Linked DNA regions of Danio rerio: region 2 is linked to region 1. A link is a contact called in public Hi-C data. All regions are on one chromosome and are shown on one strand. The core of a region is the stretch at or near the end of the contact, and the rest is flanking DNA. Distances in the headings are between cores, read along the strand shown.

What was found. A called contact is a pair of places that touch in the nucleus more often than the background predicts.
Region 2: a Hi-C map of embryo shows a contact between it and region 1, with 1.6 times the contacts expected there. The contact joins two enhancer-like sites. A contact is called at or near these places in 2 of 18 Hi-C or Micro-C datasets (caudal fin and embryo).

The regions. Positions count from the first base shown.
Region 1 is chr8:24,603,213-24,606,471 of GRCz12tu, reverse strand. The region is part of intron 1 of iqsec2a (IQ motif and Sec7 domain ArfGEF 2a); the gene reads left to right. Among named protein-coding and RNA genes, the nearest start is that of iqsec2a, 28 kb to the left of the region's middle. Within about 2 kb of position 1,606, at least 3 of the 62 cell types and tissues checked have an H3K27ac peak or open chromatin away from gene starts, as enhancers often do.
Region 2 is chr8:24,670,685-24,674,010 of GRCz12tu, reverse strand. The region is part of intron 12 of magixa (MAGI family member, X-linked a); the gene reads left to right. Among named protein-coding and RNA genes, the nearest start is that of iqsec2a, 39 kb to the right of the region's middle. Within about 2 kb of position 1,335, at least 3 of the 62 cell types and tissues checked have an H3K27ac peak or open chromatin away from gene starts, as enhancers often do.

The DNA.
Region 1 (3,259 bases), core at 357-2,856:
CATTTTCAGTTGGAAAAAGTTCCAGTTTTGTGCAAATAATTGAGGAATATATTAGTATATTAAATTTTATTAAAAAGATGAGTTTTTAACATCTATTTTGGCCTTGACTGTTTTCAGTGTCACATTCTTCACACAAGTCCATTTTTTCCACAGTTCTTTGAAAGATGTTTTGTAACAAAAGAAATGTCCATTATACTGTCATTTTTGAATAAATTATGCTTTCTCGCTGAATATTAGTATTCATTTCTACCAACTATCAAATCACAATGTCCAAACTGATAGTGAGCCATCAAATTATTTGTAATAGAATTGACCACTGAAATTTGACAACCCCTGTGTATCATCAGAACCTTTTATTACTCTGTACACCAGCTCAACATTTGCTTTTTGTCTAAATTATAATAGTCTTTATTTTTATTATTATTATTATTATTACAGTTTGCTGTCTTTTCAGTCCATATGAGTTGCAGTGCATGTTAAAATCAGCAGAGAGCAGTGTGCGATACCTGCCTCTGTCTATTAGGGATGGCACCATGTTTCCCTCGACTTACATCAGCTCTTCTGATGGGTCCAGAGAGACTTGCAGAAGATGCTAATACGGTTTTTAGCACTCGAGTTGCTTGTTCTCTGAGGGAGATGAGTCTCTTTCTCTCTCTCTCTCTCTCTCTCTCTCTCTCTCTCTCTCTCTCTTTTTTTTGTGGGATAGCGTATGTCAGCTGGTTTTGAGGTGACCACACAGGCATGATGGGGACGGACGCATGGGGACAGCCTTTTTTTTTTATTGTTGTTGCCGGGCAGCAAAACTGAGTTTTAAAAGTGTGTGTGTGAAAGGGAAAGAAAGAGCAGTTAAGGAAAGGGCTTGTTCGAGGTCATGTACCAATACAGACCTTCCCTTGAGGATTTGACTGTGTGTGTGTGAATTTCCAACAACTGTCCCAGCTGGACTTTTACCAGAACATTGCAACTGTGCTGCTTACAGCTATACCTGTCATTCAAGGAAACCACAAAAACAGATGAAAAAAAAAAATTTATGTAATATTTGTTCACAATGGCATTTTAAATTCTGTATTGTAATTAAGGAGATTAATCCTGGCAATGGAGTTCTGCAGTCGTGATGTCAAAACCCGAAGGACTTTTTCCCTCAAGATTTTCTTATGTTTTTATAAAAGGGTTTTTTCACATATTTATTTAAAAAATGTTGAAAAACATTGGAAAATCTCGAAGGAATTAGCAGTGAATTTGTTGTTAGAAGCTTTCAGTGGATTCCCATGTTATTTTTTGCTCATTCAGCCCCTTGAAAGCTAAAGTGTGTGTTTTTTAAATGTCATTCCCACTTAATGCACATTTGTCAGTGGATTTCCCTTTACAAGAATAAATATTTTGAGGCTGTAGTGTTCTCAAAACATTTTTAGAATCCCACATAGCAACAAGCTCAGCCAGTGAAGTGAGTTTTGGGTGGGGCTTTTTAGCTTGAGCAACCAATTGGAGTTTTCAGAGACTTGTTTGAAAACAATCAATATTTGTGCTCTTTATGTAAACTAAAAAGTTGCACTCTTCAGGTTTACCTTTGCACCTTTAAAAAGTGCTGTTGCACATACTGTAATAGCATAAAGTTCACTCAGAGGTCCCTGTTGACACCCACAGAATCACTCCTGACCGTTTCACCCCAGTAAACCCTGAGAACTCATGCCATCTACCTACACACTTCCACATCCTTCTCTTTCAGGCCATGGTTTCTATCCATCTTTCTTTCTTTCTTTCTTTCTTTCTTTCTTTCTTTCCCTTCTTCATCCTTCCCCCATTTCCCTCATACCTGTCCATTTACTCCCTCTTTGTTTTCTTGTCTCTTTGTCTTTGTCACTGTGTACTGTCCGCTCAAGCTTTAGATGGTGTTGAAATGTCTGTGCTGTATTATTTATTGGTGTTTAATGTTAACCTGACAGACTTAACTGGTGTCCATCAAGACTAAAGACAAAATTATTTTTCAATTGATCATGAAATGCTGGAAATGTCATAGCATTCTAGACTAGTAGTACTAATTCCAGGTGGATTTAAAAGTGTTACTTTGGCAAACCAATGAGCGAGCATTTTCATTGGTTGCTTAGAAATATATGTTAAAATACTAAAATACTTTATATATTTAATAATATATAAAAATACTATATTTAAACATTTAGTAATTGTCTCTGGTCTTATTGGGCATGATTCATCAGTGCAAAAAGTCTTTAAACTTAACTTTTCCTGCCTAAAAATCAACCTAGTTTTGGTCAAGCCAAGGGTAAAAATGTTGCTATGCTAAAATCTCATAAGCCAGTCATGTCAATTTGGAATGCTCCCAGTCCTGACTTGCAATATTTCCTCATTACGCTCTGTTTGGCTTGGAAATGCATCACACGATGGGCATTAACTGCATTGTGAATGTCGTTTTATGTTTTTAATGAGGCTGAACACCTGTGATTGGCCGTTAGGGATCAGTCACATGCATTATTCAACTTACAGCATCATGATTATATTGTGACACCCATTATTAAAGCATGTGGATCAGTGTGCTACAGATGATTTACTTGAACAGATAAATTCATTCCATTTGTCATTTTTTTGGCATGACAACTGCACTGTGGAATAAAAGTGGATGGATATTGATTTTATACAGAACGTCAGGCACTGTTCACCACTCGTGCTCATTAAGCAAACCTCTGACAGAAATCTTGTTTTTAGGATTTCTGGGCAAATCTAAGAACAGTCTAGGATTCTACATTTGCTATTCTGACCAGAATTCTTTCGTTTAATTTTAATTTGGTTTGTTTTATTTGGACAAATGAACTCATTCATGCCCATATTTATTAACTTTTTTTAAATAAAGGTTTTTTTTTTTTTACACAACACTGGCTCTTTAAATGGTACATTTATTTTAACAGACAAAAACATTAAATAATTCTTGAGTTGATATTGTCCAGAGTAGCTTGTACAGCTCTTGGTCAAGCTGGAGTACAGTGAAAAGCAATTCTCACCTTGGATGTGTCTCAGTCTGCTCATAAGTTCTCTAAATTCACGAGAATACTCGCTATCTAAAACGTTCAGTTGGACTCTCTGCTCAGTATATTTACTTTTTTATTGTTCAGCTGTGCAATGCATTATTTATTAAAGAGATTTTGTTAGTATTTGTCCCTAATGTGCATGGGAGAAAAAAAATACAATTATTGAAACATTGCTAAATTGATGTACTTTAATTTCATTTAAATGCAATTTATTATATGAA
Region 2 (3,326 bases), core at 86-2,585, 68 kb before region 1:
ATGCAGTGAGTGTTAGTTAATAAAAAGAAACTGAAAAGATATTAACTTAAACGTTTATTCAAATTAGTTTTCAAATATTCAGAAATGAAACACTTTTTTTTTTTCTCTAGAGCAAACAGTACACACAAATAAAATGACCTTACCTTTCTTTAAACAAGTTGAACTCAAATTAGGGATATAATGTAAAGCTTATTATACAAAAAAAAAAAAAAAAAATTCTAAAAATACAGAACAACAAACGTTTAGGTATGACGTGTCCTGATTTATAATTTTTAGGGTTCATACACATTTTATCTACTAAAATTTCATGACTTTTCTATGATTTTTCACATATTGTAAAACATGCAACAATCTATTTAGTTTTAATTTATATCTATGTAAAATTTATTTAGATAATGCTTACCCCGCACTAATATTGTGAGCGTATGTGATTGGCCAAGGATAGAATAGAAGTCAAGACAACTAACCTATTTTCAAGTATACAGATATCTGTTTTCCATGACTTTTCCAAAACTTTGTGGGCTTTTCTGTTTTCCAAAACTTTTCCAGGCCTGGAAAATGCCTTGGCAGATTTTCCAGGTTTTCCAAGACCGTATGAACCCTGATTTTTTTACATTTGTAATTTGTAATGTAATTTTTGTTGACATTTTTGTCTGAAGATCTATTCATTTCTGACAATTGGTACTCAAATAGTAAAGTATGTGTACAGTATGGAAGTGATGGACACAGTGCTTCAATATTCATTGGACATGGCACCATTAGTACTGCATTTTAAGTACCACGTTTCATGGTGTTTAGTTTTCTTTCTATTGCAAAAACTTACTGTAATAATATCATAGTAAAAAATTTAAATCACACCATGTCATAATATCCCTGTTCTAAGGTGCTAAATTCATGTTATACTGTTTTTACTCAGTGGTATTTTTAAGAATACTCTGAAACTGACAAGTCAGATACAGTAAGTTCCTCGATACAACCATAGTAATATATGTAAAATACTGTGGCAGTATGGTATTTTTTGGTGCCATTGCATGTACACGGTACTCCTTGCCATTTTAGGCAACATCCTGGTACTGCCAGGGTACAAATGGACAAAACATGGTACTACACTGTAAAAAACGATTAGTTGACTTTACCTAAAAAAGTGAGTAAACCTGCTGCTTTTTAAAGTGATTGGTTGGCTTAACTTAATCTGAAGAAGAAATGTTTATAATTGTAAAATATAAGTCAACTTAACAGTTACAAAGTTAAACGTTACAAAGGGTTTACTCATTTTTATATTTTTTTTACTGTTTTTTACGCTGTATATGGTAAAATATACTATGGTGCCAAGGTGTTCACTATGGTATTATACATGGATACACCATATTATTTTAAATCGGTTGAAGTACAATGTCAACAGCACAACACCTACAGTATGACATCTTCGTAGTTAAGATTTACTGTTCATCACAATACATAACTATGAGCTGCACACCCTGAAATCTTATCGTGTTTGATAGATCCTCTGCATGAGGTCATTTGTGGGGAATGTGCAATATGAGTGAGAGAGAGAGAAACACTGCATGTTCCTTTCAGTCTTATTCAATATGAGGTTGTCTGTATCTTATCTGTATCCTCTCTGTGTTTTAATATCCTTAAGGCGTCATCTTATGCCTGTTTCCATTTTTCAGACGAACGAGTTGTTTTGAAGTCAGCTGATGCTGTTTCATGAAGCTTAACCATGTTAACAGACATCGCAGGTTCTGGATCATTAGTTGAGCATGATTTCCTGATGTCATGTGAGGCTCTACATTGTTCTTTTTTAGAGACATGGCTGCACTAATAAGCTGGATAGGGCTAAATATTAAACAGATGGTTTTGCATCTTTATTCCCAAAGGGGGATGCAAGCATGCTTGTACTGTACTTTACTGTATGTGTGTGTTTGAATTGTGTTCAGTTGGACGTGTGTTTTGAATCTGATTGGACAGAATGTGTAATACTGTATCAGTTTGTTCAGTGTTAGACACACACAGGCTGTGTTTAAAGCTGTGTTTCACTGCAGATAGTGTTTCATGTGCTGTTGTTTACAGCAGTGCTGGGATTGTTTGTTTCTGCAGGGTCAGCCTGATGTAAATGAGTACTGTGGCTCTGATGCTCAGTCACCATATACTTGTTATGCTGTGATCTGTATCTCTGAGTTTCTGTTCCGTGCTTGTGCTTGACAATTTGGTTTTCCTTATGTTTTTGCTTTTTAACAGAAGCTTGGGTTATATTATTTGGTATTATATTGTAATAATTGCTGTATATGGGCAATTGGAGCTAATAAACCTAAGTGAACTGTTTAAAGAATCTAAACGGCTAGCAGGGTGCTAGCGTGTATGGCTTATAACTAGGCCCACACGGAATCTGCGTGCGCAGAATTCTGCAGATTTCAGCAGATTTTTAGCTGATCATTGATTCAGTTTATTTACTTGTGTAAATGTTTGTAAATTTATATTTATTCAGTTTTTTTAAATGAATTTCAGTAATAATATTGACTAATATGAAAATATTCATATAGTTTATTTACAATAAAGTTCGTAAAGTATTATTTTCTGTCTTTTAATAGAGATATTATACGAAAGGCTTTTTTACCAAATAATGTGGATCTAATTGGATTTGTATTGTAAACACTAAAAAGTAAAAAGGTATTATTTTTTATTTCATAAATTTAAGTTTTAGTTATGATACTCCCAAAATAATTCCGTATAAATTCCCAGATTTTTAACAAAAATCTGTGCAGAAATAGCTAAAAATGTCAGCAGATTCTGTCTGGCCCTACTTATAACTTTACGCTTAACAGCATGTTAGCGAGGAGAACACTCATGTCCCATACACACCACACCACTGAGTGTTTCTGTTGTCAGCAATCTGACAGAATAAGCAAGTGGGAGGCAGCACTGTCAGTTAACTTTTTTTTTATTCTGAGCTCAGAACATGAACAGCCCTTACAAGACCATACCATCGGAGGGCTTACTTTTAACACTTCTATTATTGATGGTGATGGCCAATATTTTATTAAACTAGGAAATATTAAGTTTAAAACATAGAACCCAATCAAACATAAACAACCATAACATTAATAACAAAGCAGCCTATCTATATAGCTAGTAAAACACATATAATCAACTCTAAGCCAGTTTCCCATAATGCACCTGGCTATCAGCGCTGTGGACTAGGTCATTACAATATTATTTTATTACTATTTGTATTACACTAAAAAAATATTTTGCTGCTTGTCCAAATTACTTATTTAAAATGAGTTGAAACAACATTTTTTTTTTAGGACAACTTAATTGTTTTA